Linked DNA regions of Mus musculus: region 2 is linked to region 1. A link is a contact called in public Hi-C data. All regions are on one chromosome and are shown on one strand. The core of a region is the stretch at or near the end of the contact, and the rest is flanking DNA. Distances in the headings are between cores, read along the strand shown.

What was found. A called contact is a pair of places that touch in the nucleus more often than the background predicts.
Region 2: a contact with region 1 is called in a Hi-C map of uterus, with 4 times the contacts expected there. The contact joins two enhancer-like sites. A contact is called at or near these places in 2 of 484 Hi-C or Micro-C datasets (nephron progenitors and uterus).

What each region holds. Positions count from the first base shown.
Region 1 is chr15:31,673,920-31,678,496 of GRCm38.p6, reverse strand. No RefSeq gene overlaps it. Among named protein-coding and RNA genes, the nearest start is that of Gm32383, 40 kb to the right of the region's middle. Within about 2 kb of position 1,571, at least 30 of the 459 cell types and tissues checked have an H3K27ac peak or open chromatin away from gene starts, as enhancers often do. A contact at or near this core is called in uterus, where this site is marked.
Region 2 is chr15:32,039,849-32,044,154 of GRCm38.p6, reverse strand. No RefSeq gene overlaps it. Among named protein-coding and RNA genes, the nearest start is that of Gm32499, 110 kb to the left of the region's middle. Within about 2 kb of position 1,819, at least 19 of the 459 cell types and tissues checked have an H3K27ac peak or open chromatin away from gene starts, as enhancers often do. A contact at or near this core is called in uterus, where this site is marked.

The sequences.
Region 1 (4,577 bases), core at 322-2,821:
TAAGTTTCATTTCCCAGCACTACCATGACAAATGACCACAAACACCATGACTTAAACCAACAGACATCTCTTCATTCACTAAGCTGGAAGCCAGAGATCCAAAACCAAGGTATCAGTGAGACTAGACGCTCTCAAGCATGTCCATTGTGACTTACCACTGCCATCTGCAGTGGTCTGCCTCAAGAACCACACAGCTGACCTACAAAGAAAATTTTCAAGGAGAAAAGACACTTTTTAATAACTTTACAGTTTAATTGTGGGTCACATTTATATGTATTCTTCACGGGTTGGGAATGCCCATGAGAGAGTGGGAGAGAATTTGTCCTGTGACCTCTCTGGTTCTAGTTGGCTGCCCACCTTCCTTGGCACTGTTTGGCTTATGGCTACATTGACTCCTCTCTATTTCCATCTTTGTGTAGCCTTGACTCCCCTTTCATGAGTCCACTTTCCTTGGGCCCCTCTCCACGGGAATCCTTATAATGCAGGGAAATCCCTCCTAGGAGATCTCAGAATTCTTAATCACTTCTGCAACGACCTTTTTCCCAAATATGATTATATTTAGAGATCCTGGGGATTAAGATGTGGATATATGTTTAAGGTCACTAATTATCCCACTGAACAACAGTATGTCCAAGCCCCTCCCAGTCTGTCATCCTCCCTGTCTGGAAAGGATTGTAGGTGACACAAAGTAGAAACTGCTCTACCTCCTGGGGTGCAGCTTCACTCATTAGCAGGAACTTTCTGTCTCGCTGAGAATACTTTTCACCTTGAGTTATAATGCATCCGAATATATGTATTTTGCTGTATTCTTTTATGGAATTTTCAACTTTATGCACATTCTGCTTCAGGCTGGTAGCCACTTTTATGTTGCACAATGATGTATTCAGACTTACTTCTACCATCATGTCGTTTTTTTTTTTTTTCCTCTACCCTTCTCTGTATGTCCTCTGTCTTCCCTGGACCTGGCTTCTATTTATTCCTCTGCAGAAGTATGGCTGCAGCCTCAGGTGTCTTCAAGTTCAATCGAAACTTCCAGGATAGATTTAGTTATGTGAAGAAGGCAGTTGCCGTCTCCAGATAGCACATAGATGCACTGTCTTTTAAGCATAAGATCTGAGGCTAGAGAGAAACCAGCTACAGACCCACCATGCCTCCACCGCACCAGAGGCAAAAATCCCTTGCCCAAGAAGATAAAGCCAGTGAACTCGCTGTGTTAAAATGCATTTGGTCACTCTGTTCCTTTGCTAAAACACCATCATAGTACAGCTTGAAGTATTCCACAGATATAGCCAAAGGACATGCTAGGGTAAAAGCCATGCAAGGTACTCGGTTTTAAAGTCAGCAAATGAGAGCCAGCTGGAGCCCTGTCATCTGAGATTGTTGTCCACTGACTTTTTCTTAAACCCAGCTGTGGCCAAGTTGGCTCTGAAAGGACCAGAGTTACATAAGGGGACCAGTGTGCTGAGAGAGAAGAGACCACGGAGGTAAAACGAGGCAGTCCCAGCCTGCATGCTGCATAGCCACCCAAAGCAAGTGTTCCTGGCTCTGCTAGGCTGCAGCTGCTGAGCAAGTCAAATCAGAGAAAGGAGCTCAGTGAATAAGGAAGACAGAAGTGAAAGGCGAGGCCGCAGCCAAGAGTCTCCAGATAACGCTGGGACATTAGGGAGCAAAGGAATTTATGACCTAGAGAATATACTTAGCTGGGCCTTTCTCACATCGCTACAATCACAGTTAAAATTATCTGGGCTCGAATAAAAGAATGCTCTGTCCCAGTCATTATTCATGTTTCTCCTAAAGGCACAAATTCCAGCATAGGCAATTTCACTGGGAACCAAACTATTTATTTACAAGAGGCTTTGCTTACCACCACTGCATCAGACAAGAAGAAATCCGCTCACATAGGATCCAGACCTGGCTTCCTCTGGCCTATGTCTGGGTGGGAAGAGGGGCTCTGCCATTATGGTGATATAAATAACAATATAAATGAGCACCATTAGAAAGCCTCAGCAAGGCCAAGGGCAGGGGCAGTACCATCCCAGAGGAAAGACATAACCCAGGATGAAGACTCCTGACCCTGCACACTCTGGAACTTACCCCAATTTGGAGATTACATCATTCTGTGCCTCAGTTTCCACACTCCTGCAGGTGATATGACACTGGTAAATTCAGAGATGCTGAGAGGGAAAAATCTGTTGGCAGTTATCCATGCTGAGTGTGGAGGAGATGGGTAACAAGAACACCTCATCCCCCAGATGAGGGACCCTTTATGTGCAGACCTCTGAAGTCTATGATGCAGAAGATGACCAAGAGGCAAGACAAAAAAGGAAGCTTCCTGAAGGAGGAGAGTGAGCTCTTGCCCCCACCTATCACCCTGGCTCTTTCTCAGGGTCAGTGAAGGACCCAGCTGTGGCATCCATTGTCCTCCCTGGAAAAGTGGGTCAGGTAATCCCTCAAAGTGGACTGTCCTGCAGACCCCAAACACTCTCAGTGAGTGACACAGGAGCTGGGCAAGAGCACACTCGTGTCTGTCATCATAGGTGAGCAGGCTTTTGGCTGCTAGGTTCCACGCTCAAAGTGTGCTCCACACAGTAATGCCAGCTCACCCCTACGCTTCTAAGGGAGAGGAGTCTTTCCCCATAACTCCCTTGTATGGTCCCTTGGCTGCACCAAGTCCTCGCTGGTATATACATGGCCCTGGCTCCCTGGAAATGCCACTGTGTACTCATACCTGGGTTTCACACCTCCCTCCCATCCTCTATGAGAACCTTTTTGATCTGGCCTGTGCTAGATATGTGTCTTTGAGCTGCTTGTCCAAGCTTCTCCCTAACAGAATCGGGCCTCCTCCTGAGAAATCACTGACCAACCTCATCCCAGATGCAGACTAGATCTTGATAAGATAGACAATGTTGCTGGGTCCCTGTGGCCCCTCAATGGCGCTGGTGAACTGGTGAAAGGCAAGGGGTCTGGTTCTCACCAGCCATGTGGGAATATAAGTAATGGGGCTAAGAAGTCGCCCTCCTCACACTTGCTCTGGCCTACTCCCAGGGAGAGCGCATAGGTGTGCCCTCTTCCCTGAGGAAGGAGCCTGGTTCTTTAAGTTACCAATTTATGCACCTTTTATTTGAACCAGAAGTCAACTTCTATGGAGTCAAGCCACTGACACGCAAGGTTTTATTTAGCTCATAAGCCATAGTTACTGCCCCCACACCCCCCAAGAATCTAATCACATACACTAGAAGATCATATAGAAAAAGGTGTCTGGTTTTAATTAAAGGGATCTGTCCAACTTCATTCTGTGTGGCCATACTACAGTGATTCACCTTCAAAGTCTGAAGGGATCTCTGGTCAGTCCACCTTCTCCTTGACTAAACCGACAAACTTGTTCTACAAGAAGTTACAAAGCCAAGATTGCTCCACACATATGCCCCATCCCTGGGTCCAAAGCTGTGGCCTCCAGGATCCATTCAGTAAAGCCTTGAGCATCTTCCTGCTGGCCCCAGAGTTGTGTATCTTAGTCTACTTCCTGTGATTATAACAAAATGCCACCTGGTGAGTAACTTACAGAGTGGTTCACTTTGCCTCACTATTGCAGAGACTGGGACATCCCAGAGCGAGTTGCTGATGTGGTCAGTGGTGAGGTGAAGGCAGGCAAGAGAAACGTAGAAGCTGAACTTGCTTCCATAGCAACCTGCTCCTATGATAATGAACCATCTCAAATCTTCTCAAACTACCTGTGAGTAAAGACCAGGATTTTACTTCTAGTCTGTCACAGACTGATACATTTGTGAAAAATTAATCACCAAAAGTTACTAGAATAGTTAGTGAAAAGGGGAAAGCCAGGTGAAATAGACATCTGCACATTTTATCACGAGGTTTGGCAGATGTAAAATCGCCCCACCTGAGGTTTCTAATCGCTCTCCATTTTGCAAACACTACGTGGCATAAAGTGACGTAGGGGTTACTCTGGGACTGACCCAGCTCATATCCACATTCAGCAAATACCACCTAGGGTAAAAGTCTGACTGCTCCCAGTCAGACCAACCCCATTGTCCCATTGCTGGCTCTTGTGATAGAATACTGTGAAATGGTAGAGAGCCAAGCATGCTGGTGAATGCCTATAATCTCAACCTGTGGGAGGTAGAGACAGGAAGGTCATCTTGCTACACTCTGAGTCTGAGGCCAGCTTGAGCTATATTATACAATATAGCTCAAAAAAACCAAACCAAAAAGAAAAGGTAGAAAATAATTAGCTTACTGAACCTTACTTAAAAGTTTATGAACCTACCCCAGGCCATTTAGGGGACCTTACCCATTCATCCCAGGCTCTCTATCCCCTCAGGGGTATGTCAGCCTACATGTTGCTCCAGCAAGAGTGAAGATTACATCAGGAACAGCTAACATAGCAGGTCCCTGAAATACCATAATAAGCCACAGCAAACAGTGGCTTTGATACCCCAGGGTTGGGGAACACCTGTGGGGGGGTGGAGTTATTCTCAGAGGCAAAGCAGAGATAATGGGTGGAAGAACTCAGCAAAGTGGAACTGGGAGGGACAGCATTTGGGATGCAAATAAATAAA
Region 2 (4,306 bases), core at 570-3,069, 370 kb before region 1:
TGCCTTCAAATGTGCCTATTCTCAATTTTCCCACTGCACACATGTCATCATGACCCATCTCTCAGGCCCCAACTTAGGAATCATCCATCGCTTCTCTGTCTCATTCCTCCTAGGTGCACCATACCCTGCCTGCTCTCTTGAAAGCATATTCTGCCCATAAGTTCCCCCTGCTTGTCTCTTTCTCTGAGCTATCCAGATCCTGTCTGATGTGCAGCACTGCAGAGAGTACAGTCTCCTATTGGCCAGTGCTCCAGTCCCAGCTCTCCCTTTTACTAGCTGTACTGGCTGGTTTTGTGTCAACTTGACACAAGCTGGAGTTATCACAGAGAAAGGAAATGCCTCCATGAGATCCAGCTGTAAGGCATTTTCTCAATTAGTGATCAAGGGTGGGAGGGCCCATGGTGGGTGGTGCCAATCCCTGGGCCAGAAGTCTTGGGTTCTATAAGAAAGCAGGCTGAGCAAGGCAGAGGAAGCAAGAGAGTAAGGAACATCCCTCCATGGCCTCTGCATCAGCTCCTGCTTCCTGCCCTGCTTGAGTTCCAATCCTGACTTCCTTTGGTGATCAACAGCAATGTGGAAAGTGTAAGCTGAATAAACCCTTTCCTTCCCCAACTTGCTTCTTGGTCATGATGTTTGTGCAGCAATAGAAACCCTGACTAAGACACTAGCCAATGCAAATCTATTTCCCACTCCCTTACAGAAGTGGTGATAAGCTTAGGGTGTGCTGACAGAGAGCAAACACTGGCTGACCAGACCCTGGTCCCTTCATACTTTATCTTCTATGTAGCAGCCTGGGTGAAAGAACATAAACCAGGCCTAATCACTTCTGTGTTAAATACTACATTGTCTACCCTCTTGGTTAGTCCACATACCCTCCTGAGCTTCAAGCATGATGGTGTACTGGCATCTGTTTTCTAAGGTGTTGCTAAACCATCCAGGTCACCAGTCATTGAACCTTATGTTTCATATACACCCAATACTTCCCTCCATAAACTGATTCATTCATTTTTCTCTCTCCCTCCCTTCCACCTCTCTCTCTCTGATTAGTTCACAGTGCAGGTTAGACCAGAGAAAGAGTCTCCTGGTGTCTCTGAAGAGTTCTCAGAACACAGTGGCATACAGATGGACATGCTCTGGAAGCCATCTGGACCTCCCCACTCCCTCTCTCCCCTTCTCTCCCCCCCCTCTCTGCCATTAGATCATCAGATAATGAGGTTCTTGCCTGTGTCTCTGGCTAGCAAAGATCTCTTCCTACCCCTCCACTCACACAGACATCCTGCTGACCTTGCTAAGATGGATCTAGATGTTGGAGTAGTGCTGGAGCATGTGAGGAGGCCCCTTTGTACACCACACATGATTCCCAAACTTGGGTTCTACCCAGGCTCAGCCTCCAGCCACCTTGGAAGGGACACTGTGTCCTCACTACTGACACACATATAAAAGCTAGAGATAAAAAATCGTACCCAAAGAATCCAAGCCTCCCTTCCCTGTGACTTCAACATTTCTTAAAGGCAAAAGTTGTTTCTTTGTAATTTTGGAACTACCCATTCCATTTTGAAATGAAATATCCTTGCTTATAGAAAACATCCTTTGGGGATAGTGGGAGTGATGCTTATCTGGGAACTCACAGGGTAAAAGGCAAGCCTTTTATAAGCTGCAGTAAAATCCAGGAAACTTTTCCCAAAAGAAGACAAGCAGGGAGGACAGAAACTCTCAGTAAGAGGGAGGCGAGAGCCCTGGCTCTCAGATGGGAGTTGCCAGAGCTGACAAATGTTTGCAGCTGTCTCTGGCCTCCGTTCCTCCTCGAGGCATAGAGGGCCTGTTTCCTGTCTTCATCAAATCTCTGCAGCCCCATAGCCGCCTCCTGCCTTACTCCACTGGCTTGTGAATACTCCATTAACTTTTAAATCCAGCCATTTAAATGCTTACCTAGCCTAGTTCCCCTTTCCCTCAAAGAAGAATCATTACAACATGTGTCCACTCAAATCATCTCACTTACACATCTGGGAAGATCAGCTAAATGGTTCTACTTTAACTCCTTGGCTATTTAAGAAGGTAATAACACCAACAGAACAAAGTAGGCTGTGAAATGGGCACTTCATCTAACTGCATCTGCCTGACTTAGCCAGTGCAGCCGCTCCGCTGGCTCAGAGGACATATGCCTGGCCAGAATCCTCCGAGGGCCAGATGGCCTCCCGAGCATGCCCATCTGTACCCCACTGTGAGCCCAGCATCCTGCGGACTGTTCAGAAACAACGGGAGACTCTCTCTGGTCTAACCTGCACTGTGAACTTATCAACCTATATTCTTTCCCTTTCATGATGAAAGGGTCATCCTGATATCCTCCAGAATAAAGGAATCATGGGGTTGGTGGACAGAATAAGACTTGCAATTTTACCTTTTCTGTCTTGGTTATTTCTAGTGCTTTAAACTGTGAGCAGCAAGATGATAAAATAGCATATCAGGAAGAATAATGCATCACTAAAGGTCCGCACACTGTTAGCAATCCCGGTTCATGGGCTTACATGTTAGAAACCATCACTTGCAGACAGTAAATGAGTTAATGAATGCAAAAGCCTTTGTAGGACTCCACATTCAAGAGGACAGTGCTAAACCCAGTCTCTAGTGCCTTGCTGTCTGGGTTCCAATCCTTGCTACCTTGCTTCCAGGCTCTGTGATCTTATGCAAATGGATGAACTTCTCTGTGTTTCAGTTTCATTAACACAGATGATAACAGTATTTAGGGCATTAGATGCTTTGAGGCTCAGCTAAGTTAAGCATGTGAAGAATGGGGCTAGACACTCAGTATGCTATGCAGTACAAATACCTACTAGCTCTCAATTTCAGCTCTCAATTTTCTCCCTATTTTCTAGTTTATATTTTTGACGATTTCTAATCAGATATACACCTTGAGACTCTATTCCTATATACTACCTTCTTTCAACCACTCTTAGCATTTAGTATCCCTCTTCCCAAATGGAGCCCCTCGGAGTTGCAAGCCTTTTGTTATGTGTACGGGACTAGTACAGGTGGCCACAGCTGCTGTGTGCTCATGGTTTCCCAGGCCATGTCATATCAAGAAGACGGCATTTCATAGTGTTTCTCCTCTTCCACAGTGTTTCTTAGACCTTGAAGGAGATTATAGAGATAGCTCTTAACACACTATGGATCTACGAATAGCTGCAAATTGACTTCTGAAGGTCTTATCCACACCAACAAACAGGAAATATACTCTTGGTCTTTGGAATTCCCCTGGATGAGGAAAGCCCCCAACATTCCAAGCTGGCAACAGACCAAGGTCTGTCCTCATAGGACCCCACTGAGACTCCCTGACTAGCCAGAGCTCCTGCTCAGAGATCGATGTGCCATTATACACACCTTGGGCACCTTGAAATGCCAGGATATCTAGGACCAGTCATGAGATCCAGAAGTGTCCAGTACAGAAGCAGTGAACACTCAATACAGGCAAAGGGGAGACAAGACCCATCTCATTGTGAGGTCCCATCCTTCTATTTCAGTGTTGTGAAAATTCCAGACTTCCCAGAGAAGCCATTGAAATTATCAAGATTCAGAAGTAACTTTATAAGGTCAACATACACCACACAAAATATATTTATACTTTCTAAGTAGAGATAAGAGCTAAGTCTGGCAGAAAGTTAAGGATATGGAGATAGTCACGAGGTTTTGTGAAATAAAAAATCATCAGGATATAAAACAAAATCAAGAATTGTGTCTACCTTTATCTCCCATCTGCTAAGGGTCTACTGTGGCAAAGTCCCACAGAGCACAAGGCCTACAGCCATAGAAATATATTGACTGTCTCCCAGTTATGGGGCTGGAAATCTGAACTCCAATGTCAGTAGACCTGGGTGTCCTCTGACACTGGAGAGGAGAACCTTTCCTTGAACCACCCTAGCATTGGGGAATTACAAGTGATGCTCATAGCAGCCATAGCAGTACTGCTCCAAGCTTGGCCTCTGTGTTCATGTGGTCTCTCCTGTGAGCCTGTCTTTATGAAGCCATCTTTGTGTAAGGACATCAGTCACAATGCAATAGGGACAACCTACTTCTCTACCATCTCAACTAATTCCATCTGACCTTGTTTCTAAATAAAATTTCTGGGTTTCAACACTTATACTTGGTGAGATATTATTCAATCCAAAACAATGTGCCTGTGAAATTAAAGGGAATGCGTTTGTATAAATTTCTTCATGAAGATATGTGTTAATGCCACTGGAGGGTGGTCTGCACGATGCTTCAATTGCATCTCACCAGTTCCTCATCCTTCTACCTCCTCCCTCGCAGT